2 separate regions of the Sus scrofa genome follow, and region 1 is linked to region 2. The links are chromatin contacts, called in public HiChIP or PLAC-seq maps. All regions are on one chromosome and are shown on one strand. The core of a region is the stretch at or near the end of the contact, and the rest is flanking DNA. Distances in the headings are between cores, read along the strand shown.

Region 1 (5,529 bases), core at 2,549-5,048, 370 kb after region 2:
GATATTTCACCCTCATCAATTTGGCAAAGATTAAAAAGTCTGACATTATCAAGATTGGCAAGGAGAAAAAAATGTCAATGTCATGGAATTTTTTTTTAAAGCTGGGGTATTTTTCTAGGCTAAAGGGAATTAAAGGAGACTAAAGATACATGACAATTAAGTGTAATATTCAATCCCTGATTAGATTCTGGGCTGGTGGAAAAATTATAAAGAGGATTATTACCTCAGTGGGGAAATTTGAATCTGGTATACAATAGGTAATAGAATTTTTTCAACATTTAATTTCCTGAGTGTAATGATTGCATTGTGTTATGTAGGAAAATGTCCTGTTCTAGGATATATACATATATACATATTTAATTTTTATTAATATTTATTATATAAATTTATGTATATTTACATCTATTTCAATATATGTATATGTGGAAAATAAAAGACCAAGAAATTTTGAAGAGAAGGGGAAAGCAGATATACAGAATGTCAGTAACTGTTGAAAGGAAGTATGTACATGTGTTCATTGTGTCATTTTGGCAACTTTTCTTTAAATTTGAAATTTTTCCCATCTAGAGGATGAATGGACATGAAAAAAATGGAAACGTTGTCACTGGTATTGGCTGTCTCCATTGACAGACCACTTTAGAGAACAATCTGGCAGGATCTAGTAAAATTCTATAACCCACCGATTCTACTCTTGAGGCATTTTCTCAAATTGCAGGGTGGATGTAGATAAGACAGTTCACTGTGGTATGTTTTTATAGAAAAAATATGGAGAATAACCAAGTGTTCACAAACCACAGGAAAAAAAAAACAAAGAAAGCATCTATTCCTACAACTCAGAGTGAATGAACTAGTCTTACGTGTATCAGTCTTTTAAAATCTCAAAAATACATTATTGAGTGAAGAAAGCAATTTACAGAAGGATCAGTGCAGTAGTATGTCATTTTTATATTGCTAAAATAGCTCAGAACAGTACTAAATCTTGTTAATGGATTCACGCATATGTAGTCAATGTTTAAAAATATTGCAGATGATAAACATTAAAATTCAAGAGAGTGAAGAGAGAGAGGAATGAGTTTGTGGAGCCCCTCCCCCCTAGGAATCCTCAATCATATCTGTTATTTTCTTCTTAAGAAAAATAATTTGGGAACAATATAGCAAAATGGTGACATGGGACAAAGCTGGGTGGTAGAGGGCTGAGGTTTGTTATATTAGTTTCTCTTCTTTACCGTTAGTGTAAAATATTCACAGTGTATTTTTGAGATCTTTGGCAGGACAGGATTGGGAAATACGCATTTTATTCTGCCTTTATAGGAGGCATGCTGGAAACTTGCGCTAAACTCTGGAGACGGAGCTCTCAGAAGAGACTGGTTTCAGAAGGTGTTTCTTGCAAGACAGCAAGCTCACTGTGGTGCTTTTGTGCCCATAGACTAAATTGACACTGGGAGCACTGCATTGACGCTGCATCTCTATAGTTTAAAAAAAATGCATATCTATATCTGCAAGGGATTTAGGACAATGGTGCAAGCTACAGCCCTGTAGCACACACAGCTAAAGGACGACAAACAGTCTGAAGTTAATTGCAAACAAAACAAACCTGCTGACAGCTGGGTTTCTACCAGGAAGACTCCCCAGCTCTCACTGAGAACCAGAAGGAGCATCAAGATGGGGTCAGAGGGGGTGCCCCCGACTCCTTGCTACAAACGGGATCTCCAGTCAGGCACCCACAGGCACTGAAGAAGCCCTGTGGGGGAATGTTCCAGAGTCCTTTTAACAGCCTCAGCCAACCGCAGTGCGTCCCAGGGCTGTGTCCTGTCTTGAAACATAGCTGAGACTGGGAGCCAAAAACTGGATTGCACAGAGCCCACTTCTGCTTTTAAATATGGACCAGTTATATGGCTTAAGGCGGTCCACTCTTCATCCTGAGAACAAACAGGATATTTAAAATGGCATTCATTTGGTAAACATTTAGAAAAGTGAGTGTCTCTTTTGTGCCAGATACCAGGCTGGACTGAGCAGCCAGGGATGAACAAGAGCTGGTTGGTCCCTATGGGACCACATCGTCCAGTGTGGGAGGCGGACATGGCAAAACGCAGTACAGGTTCCAGTGCCAGCTGTGACACATCCCCTGGGAGCAGAGAAGAGAGCACATGGAACACTGATGGTGGCCTTGGGGCTTCTGTAGACAAAGCAACATCTGAGCTGAAGATAAGTGGCCAGGAGGGTGGATGCAAAGCCTGGGTGTGAGGAAGAACATGGTGAGCTGCAGCCCGCCCTTGGAATGAGAAGGGTGACAAGAGGGATTCCCAAAGCCTTCAAGGCAAGCAGTACTGCATTTTAACAACCACGAGCTGAAGCCTGTTTGGGCTGGAGATTTCTCAAGGTGGAGGCTTCCATCTTGGAACAGTGAATGCCTCGGTTTGTACCCAGCTGCGATGCCCAGCAGCCAGTACCTGTCTGATGGAACTGTTTGTCCTTTAGCCTCTCCCCCTTCTTTGTAACCTCAGGGGACACCTCAGCTCCTGGAATGTCCGGCAAGGCAGTTTGCTCACCAAGAATTCTGGGTGTACCTGGGAGGAGTGGAGACTGGAAAGACCTTCCAGAACATTCAAAAGTCCTGCCAGCCACTTCAGACTGCTTGTGTGCCGTGGAGTCAGCTTACATAATTTGTCTCCAGGCACCCAGCTAGAATCCAGAGCATTCAAATCGTCACAGTCTGACTCCACAACACACAAGCAGGATTCTAGCTGTGTGCCTGGAGGCAAATGATGTAACCTCTCTGAGCTTTCATTCTCTTGTTTGTCAAGTGGGAATACTAAGAATTGGGTGGTTGTGGCATTCCCATCATGGCTCAGCAGTAAGGAACCTGACTAGTATCCATGAAGATGCAGGTTCATCCCTGGCCTCACTCAGTGGACTAAAGATCCCGCATTGCCTTGAGCTGTGGTGTAGGCCACAGATGCGGCTCGGATCCCACGTTGCTGTGGCTGTAGCCTAGGCCAGCAGCTGCAGCTCCAATTCAACCCCTAGCCTGGGAACTCCATGTGCCACGGGTGTTGCCCTAAAAAGACAAAAAATAATAATAATAATTGGGGTGGTTGTAAGGACTAAACAAAAGAAAGCATGTAAGGCAGATAGCACTGTGCATATTAAATACTTAATACATTTCATTATCATTATAGTTAATATGTGTCCATGTTTCTGATATCTCTTTAAAAATTCCGTGTCCTTTCAATGCTTATTCACTCTTTCTTCTGCTTATAGCCACTAAATAGATCCCATCGAGCTCTGTTTCCTGCGTTTGTATTATGAAAAGAGTAGACATATTGGATATTCTTTCTCAAACCAGGAATTCTCCCCTGGAGATCCTGATGCCTGCCTCCACCCCACCACTGGTTGAGAAACCCTGATGAGGTCACTGTAGGCTTTTAAGCCCAGGAGACACACAACTAGATGAGGCTGCTTGCAGTATCACTCCATTATCTTGGGATCGAATTTATAGCATGTGTCTAAAATAGTTTATAAGCTCTTGTGTCTTCTTTTGTCAACTGCCTGAATTTTTTATTTCCGGGGAGATCATACTCAGGCTTCCCATGTCTACTGTACCAGTTTGGGGCCCAGAGACGTTATATTTTACACCCTGTTGAAATAAACCCTTGTCATTTTCTGGGCTAACACTCCCTGGATGAGTCAGAGATTTACTTCAAGCACTGCGGCCTCTGCAGACTCCCTAAGGGTGAGGCCACTCTTCTCTCTGAGGGTCTCTGGCTAGGCTGCCACCTAATGGTGAGTTTTGTGAGTTTAAAAAAAAAAAAAAAATGCTTTTGAGAAGCACTGTACACGCACCCTTGGAAATGAGACCCGCTGCTGCTGTGAGTCATTCCGGATGACAGCGCAAGAGATATTTACTCATCTTGGTAAAAGATGACTAATCGGCTTCTGGCCGATTGGAGGCTGTCTTTGAAAAGCAATCCAATTTTGTTTTCTTCAATTATGAATTTCAGGATTTTGTTTTCTTTCAAATATGATTTTTCTCTTTGAAACCCGCCCTAGCAGAGGAAGGACTAGGCTGGCATTCGGGGAGGGAAGGGTGTCTTGCTGATGTTTATCCAGCCTTTAGAATGTGCAGAGTTCCACTGTGAGCGCTAAGAACATCTCACTTAATCCTTATTCAATCCTGAGGCAGACAGAGTCATAAAAATGAAGCTAAAACCCATTATTTAGTGTCATTGTTGTGGTTGTTATTTTCTAAAGGAGAGAATTAAGGTTGAGGGAGGTCTAATTCCACTTAGTAAGTGGCAGGACTGGGATTCTAACCCAGGCCTGTCTGACACAATAGCTGTGTTCTTGACCATTCTTGACCTTGTTCTTGATCTGAATGCTGCCTTCACATCTCTGCACCTGCTGGCCACCAGCATCAGCTTATCCTGCAAATATTTATCAAGGCCCAAAATGTGTACTTTCCTGAACACTCGTTGTCAGCTATGATCCAGACATGGACCCTTCCCTTGTGGAGCTTATAGTCTGATGGGAGGAAAAAAAAAAAAGAAAATGCAATATAGCTTGATAAATGCTATAGTGAGGTGTGCACAGGGTGCTGGGGGGGGCCATGTATATGAGTAGTTTTTGGTGTAGCATGGGGGCAGTCAGGATAGACTTCCTGGAGGAGGTGACCAGGGTAATTCCTTTTGGAGGAATGGGAATTAGGCAGGCCCAAGGAAGGAGAGAATTAGAGAAGGATATTTCAGGCAGAATAAGTAGCAAATACAAATGACTAGAGATCTCAGGTGCCTGCTAGGAAAACACTCACATAATTGGAGAGTTTCAGTGAGGAACCAAGGAGTTGGCTCATTGGGGTGCTAACTTTTGTCTTCTGTGTTTGGCAGGATGCTGGCAACCTCATTCTGGAAAGAACACTGCTTTGCAAAGGAAAAGCTCTGAGAGAGAGGTAAGAGGAAAGTCTTTTCTTCCCCCTTGTGGCCTGAAGTGGATGTGTGACTGCTGTCCTGGGCCTCACCAGAAGCTCTGAGAAGCCTGATAAGGATGCTGTTAGAAAGGTCCAGGTTCAGCCACAGCGGAGCTGGTGGACAGGCCCACGCTGTGTGGTCAAGACAGCACAGCGCCCCACGTTACACCCTGGTGCAATCTCAAAGCCGAAGATAGGGAGGATGAATCTTGTTTTCCTATTAAACATAACTACAGAGAAGGAAACCACTGGGATAGAATGGAAGAAGAGAGTGCTCGTGGTCGTGTGCTTCTAGTACCTTCCATGGGTGGTGAGGAGGAACCACAGGCTCTTCTCTGAAGGGTAAGACCATGGGAAGGCACCTTTGCTGCCATTTCTCCCTGGTACTCCCCCCGCCCAGGGGTCTTCAGCACAACTCTGTTAGTCGGCTGCTTTTTGGGCAAAGCCACTTGACCGAATTATGGGTAAACCATGAAGAAGGTAGTTTACAGGTACACAACATGTGTAGTCAACCAGATTTGGCTTCATGCAGTGATTGGGCTGTTGCCAGGGTCACTTCACCTGAA
Region 2 (5,671 bases), core at 957-3,456:
AATTAGGTAAACAGCAGTCAAATTTCAATCAGTGTATTTCTGGAGATAACAAAGGAGATCATAATAGGTCAAATATTAACTGCTACAAACAAAGGAAAAAATCAAAAGGGAAGAAAAGAGATCATATAAAATTTAAAAATGTGAAGAGTAGAGGTGGACTGACTGGTATATATCTATCAATTTTTAATAGTTATTCTTACCATTAGAACCTTCTGCCATCTCTACCACATATTTAGTGATGGCTGCCCCTCCATTGTCTTTTGGTGGGTCTATCCAAAGAAGCAAAAGTGCTATTAGGCAGAGTATATACAATTAAAAAACGATGTGAACTCGTAAATAAAAAGAATACCAAACCCAGGCTTGCTTTAAAAGAAAAAAGAATTACCTACAATGGCTTTTTAAAAATTAATTTCAGCATCTCATTTAGTCTTTTGGTTTTGCTTAAGGTAGTATATAAGCAGATGCTCAACATATGTTTTAAATGAACAAGTGATTTTAATTTCTCTTGAAAGCTAGGATGAACTGGAAGACTTGAGCTATAAGTTCAATAACCTTTCATTTTACACAGTGCTGCCTCTGCTCAAAGGTCTATGGTGGATCCCAGTTCTTCCTGCATCAAATCTGAACTTGTGTGTGAGTACAAAGCTTTCTACCAAAAAACCCTCTTAAACAATGAATGAGTCTCACATTTCTTATTGAACTTAAAGTTAACAAACTTCAAGTATCTTAAAAAATTATCTAAATATTCAAATCACTTTAATGAAATATAAAAGTAATGATTACAAATATGTATATCATCTTACCCCAAGTTATTTTAAAACTATGTGAATGTATTTTTCCTTTAACCGAGGGCTTAACAGGTACTCCTGGCTTATCAGGGCATGTAGTAAATTCTACTACTTCACTTGGATTACTTTTACCTTCTGAGTTGTAAGCAATAACCTATGGTGAGAACATAAAGACATAAAAATAATTAACATTTGGTACGTAATGATACTGGCTTAATGAACAAACTCAGTTAAATGATTCATGTGAGAATTGTCTTCAGAAGAGACTCAGCATAAAAAAAAGGCGGGGGAGTTCCCGTCGTGGCTCAGCAGTAATGAACCTGACTAGAATCCATGAGGATGCAAGTTTGATCTCTGGCCTCGATCTGTGGGTTAAAGATATGGTGCTGTTGTGAGCTGTGGTATAGGTTGCAGATGTGGCTCAGATCCCACATTGCTGTGGCTGGGGTGTAGGTAGGCAGCTGCAGCTCCAATATGACCCCTAGCCTGGGAACTTCCATATGCCTCAGGTGTGGCCCTAAAAAGACAAACAAACAAATAAATAAATATAAAAAAGGGACCTGACATATATCAACAAAATTCAGGTATAATCTTCTTTATATAGTCAATCTTAGGAATACAAGTGTAAGTCTAACATTCTGATACTAAATAAGAGTCATCACAGGAGTTCCCGTCGTGGCGCAGTGGTAACGAATCCGACTAGGAACCATGAGGTTGCGGGTTCGGTCCCTGCCCTTGCTCAGTGGGTTGATGATCCAGCGTTGCTGTGAGCTGTGGTGTAGGTTGCAGACGCGGCTTGGATCCTGCGTTGCTGTGGCTCTGGCATAGGCCGGTGGCTACAGCTCCGATTCAACCCCTAGCCTGGGAACCTCCATATGCCGCGGGAGCGGCCCAAGAAATAGCAACAACAACAACAACAAAGACAGAAAAAAAAAAAAAAAAAAAAGAGTCATCACAGAACAAGCTATAATTTGGTGATATCTGATAGGCTCTTAGGCTTGCTTTAACTTGTTCTTTTAATATTCTTCACTGGTTTAAAAAAATGTCCAAAAGATCTCCGAATTTCCTCTCTTCAAAAGATAAAGGTTAGGAAGAGTTCCCTGGTGGCTTAGTGGGTTAAGGATCTGGTGTCACTGCTGTGGCATGAAGTTGATCCCTGGCCCAGAAACTTCTGCATACCATGGGTGGTGCCAAAGGTTAATTCCTTTTCTTTTTTTTTGGACTGCTCCTATAGCGTACAGAAGTTCCTGGGGCAGCACAGGAGCCACAACCCGAGCCACAGCAGTGACAGTGTTGAGTTCTTAACTGCTAGGCCACCAGGGAACTCCAGTTCTTCTTCCTTTTGAATGTACTTAATGACTTGCTTCTAACAAACAGAATGTAACAAAAGTGATGGTGTGTGTAGCTTCTGTATGGAGAAGCCCATGTAATGAGGAACTGAAACCTCTCACCAAGAGACAGCAAGGAACTGAGGGCTCCTGGCAATAACCACTTGAATGAACTTGGAAGCACATCCTCTAGCCACCACCTTCGGACGATTGTGGTCCCAGCTGACATCTTGATTACAACTTCCTAGAAACCCTATCAGAACCATCCACCCAAGCTGGTCCTGAATTCCTGACCCACAGAAAATGTGAGATAATGTTCATTTTTTTAAAGCTACTAAGTTGTACAGCAATAGATTAATATAATTCACATCTAGGTATTATATCTGACTTTAGAAGTTTAATTATATTTATATTTTAACCTATCTCTTCTACTGAACTCAAAGGTCCTCAAATCCAGTATCATAGGTGATATGATTTTCTCTTCTCCAAACTTGTTTCATCTCTGTTCTTCCCCATCAGTAAAAAGTACCACTACCATCCACCCAGTTACTAAAATCAAAACAGTAGGAAGATCTTTGGTCCTTTCTCTAAACCTATATATCAAATCTATTAGTAAATCCTAGCAACTCTACCTCTATGTCTCTGTTTTCTACCACCACCACCTTAGTCAAAGCTTCCTTTATCCTATATTTGCTGAAAATGACTATAACATACTACTAATCAGTTTCCCAGATGCCATTCCTTTCAACCCGATCTATTCTCTACATGGCAGCCAGAGAGACTTATCACTTCTCAGCTTAGAACCTCCAATGGCTTCTCATCTTACCCAGAATAAAACCTAAATTCTTATCATGGCCTCTAAAGCCCTATGGATTCTACCTGTAACTACCTCCAGTTGAAAGGTTTAGGCCTTTTCTCTTACCAGGTAGCTCCCCTGCCTGGAATGTTCTTCTTGATTTTTTTTGGTCTTTTCTAGGGCTGCACCCGAGGCATATAGAGGTTCCCAGGCTAGGGGTCTGATCGGAGCTATAGCTGCCGGCCTACGCCACAGCCACAGCAACGCCAGATCAGAGCCGAGTTTGCGACCACACCATAGCTCACGGCAATGCCAGATCCTTAACCCACTGAGTGAGACCAGATATCGAACCCGAAACCTCATTGTCCCTAGTTGGATTCGTTAATCACTGAGCCGTAACAGGAACTCCCGTCTTCTTCTTCTTCTTTTTTTTTTTAGGGCCACAGCCGAGACATATGGAGGTTCCTAGGCTAGGGGTCTAATCAGAGCTGTAGCCGCCGGTCTACACCACACCCACAGGCATGCCCGATCTGAGCCGTGTCTGTGACCTACACCACAGCTCACAGCAATGCCAGATCCTTAACCCACTGAACGAGGCCAGGGATTGAACCCGCAACCTCATGGTTCCTAGTCGGATTTGTTTCCGCTGCGCCATGACAGGAACGCCCTTTTTGATCTTGACATACCTCCTTGCTGATACTCAGATCTGTTTAGATGTCTTTTCCAAGAAGACTTCCTTGAATACCCATTCTGTCAACTCATTCTATTTTAGTTAACTTGCATAACACTTACCACTTTATAGTATTTGCTTGTTTATTGTCTATTCCTTCCACTAGAATAGCTGTTCTGATCATACTGAATCCTTATTGTTTAGAACAATGCTTATCATAGAATAGGTATTCAATAATTGGTTGAATGAAGGAGCCATAGATGGGGACCACTATGACACTATAGATGAGGATCTAAATAAATCTATTACCCCAAATAGGTCATGCAATCCATGAGAACTAAGTAAAATTTAGTCCAATTGTTGAATTTTGCTCAGGCTACGTCAGTCCTCCCATATATTCAGATTTTCAAGCTTTCTCACTCTGCTGCTTTATAAATTAGACTACAAAGGGGATCAAAACACTTCTCGACATGGTGCACAGTGTTTACTTAAACCTTATAACTAGAGGAACTTTTTTAAAAAACTGCGGTATTGTTGATATCTAAGTTACAGGTATACAATATAATGGTTCACAGTTTTCTTTTTTTTCTTTATAGGGCCACATCCACGGCATAGGAAGTTCCCTGGCTAGGGGCTGAATCAGAGCTGCAGCTGCCAGTGTACACCAAAGCAACAGCCAAGCCAGATCGGAGCCACATCTGCGACCTACACCACAGCTCACAGCAATGCCGGATCTTTAACCCACTGAGTGAGGCCAGGGATTGAACCTGTATCCTCATGGAGCCACTTAGTCACAATAGGAACTCCTGAGTCACAATTTTTAAAGGTTCTACTCCATTTATAGTTATGACAAAGTATTTGCTATATTCCCCATATTATACAATATATATCTGTAGCTTATTTTATACCTATTAGCTTGTACCTGTTAGTCTCCTATATTGCCCCTGCCCCCTTCCCTCTCCCCTAGACGAAGCTATTATTATTATTTTTGGCCATGCCTGTGGAAGTTCCCAGGCCAGGGATCAAACCCAAGCCACAGCAGTGACCCAAGCTGCTGCAGTGACAACACTGGATCCTTAGCCAGGGAGTTCCCATTGTGGCTCAGTGGAAACAAATCTGACTAGTATCCATGAGGATGTGGGTTTGATTCCTGGCCTTGCTCAGTGATCAAGGATCTGATGTTGCTATGAGCTGTGGTGTAGGTCACAGATGTGGCTGAGATCCTACATTGCTGTGGCTGTGACATAGGCCAGCAGCTGTAGCTTCGATACAACCCCTAGCCTGAGAACCTCCCTATGTTGCTGGTTCAGCTCTAAAAAAAGCAAAAAAAAAAAAAAAAAAAAAAAAAGGCAATCCAATAACATAAAAGGAAAACTGGAATAAATGTACACAATTCTTAAGGTATTTAAAAAATCCCGCAACATAAAAACTGTATTTTACAATTACAATGGGAGTCCCTGTTGTGGTTCACCAGGTTAAGAACCAGACACAGTGTCCCTGAGGATGTGTGTAAGATCTGGCATTGCCACAAGCTGCAGCATATGTTGCAGATGCTACTTGGATCTGGTGTTGCTATGTCTGTGGCTATGGTGTAGGCTGGCAGCTGCAGCTCCAATTTGACTCCTTCGGGGGAACTTCCATATGCCATGGGTGTGGCCAGAAAAATAAAAAGGAAATTAAAATGACCCAGTGTTATCAGAAGTTTTTAAAAAAACGAAGCTAATATATAAAACAAAGCATAATATATATTATGTACTACATAATCAAATTTCCTATTATCATTAAAATTTTCTTTCTTAGGTTATTGAAGAGTAATACAATTTATCTTGGCTTTTTTTTGGGTGGGGGAGGCTGTACCTGTGGCATGTGGAAGTTCCCAGCTCAGGAACTGAACCTGTGCCACAGCAGCCACCCAAGTTGCTGCAGTGACAATGCCAGATTCTTAACCTGTTGTCCCACAAGAGACCTATCTTTGCTTTTTAATTGTGAAAACAATTTACAATGGCTTCTATGATTTATTTATAATTATTTGATTAAACAATACTGGTAGGAAAATTCAAATGCTAAAACTTATCAACTAATAAGCATC

What was found. HiChIP or PLAC-seq counts read pairs in DNA pulled down with a chosen protein or histone mark.
Region 1: a contact with region 2 is called in an H3K27ac HiChIP or PLAC-seq map of alveolar macrophages. The contact joins two enhancer-like sites. A contact is called at or near these places in 1 of 47 Hi-C or Micro-C datasets (embryonic fibroblasts) and 1 of 2 datasets of contacts at active chromatin or transcription factors (alveolar macrophages).

The regions. Positions count from the first base shown.
Region 1 is chr11:18,952,608-18,958,136 of Sscrofa11.1, forward strand. No RefSeq gene overlaps it. Among named protein-coding and RNA genes, the nearest start is that of CYSLTR2, 56 kb to the right of the region's middle. Within about 2 kb of position 3,799, at least 25 of the 83 cell types and tissues checked have an H3K27ac peak or open chromatin away from gene starts, as enhancers often do. A contact at or near this core is called in alveolar macrophages, where this site is marked.
Region 2 is chr11:18,584,010-18,589,680 of Sscrofa11.1, forward strand. It overlaps FNDC3A (fibronectin type-III domain-containing protein 3A), which reads right to left. Exons shown (of 26, transcript XM_021065328.1): 15 at 804-942; 16 at 201-269. Among named protein-coding and RNA genes, the nearest start is that of MLNR, 43 kb to the left of the region's middle. Within about 2 kb of position 2,207, at least 2 of the 83 cell types and tissues checked have an H3K27ac peak or open chromatin away from gene starts, as enhancers often do. A contact at or near this core is called in alveolar macrophages, where this site is marked.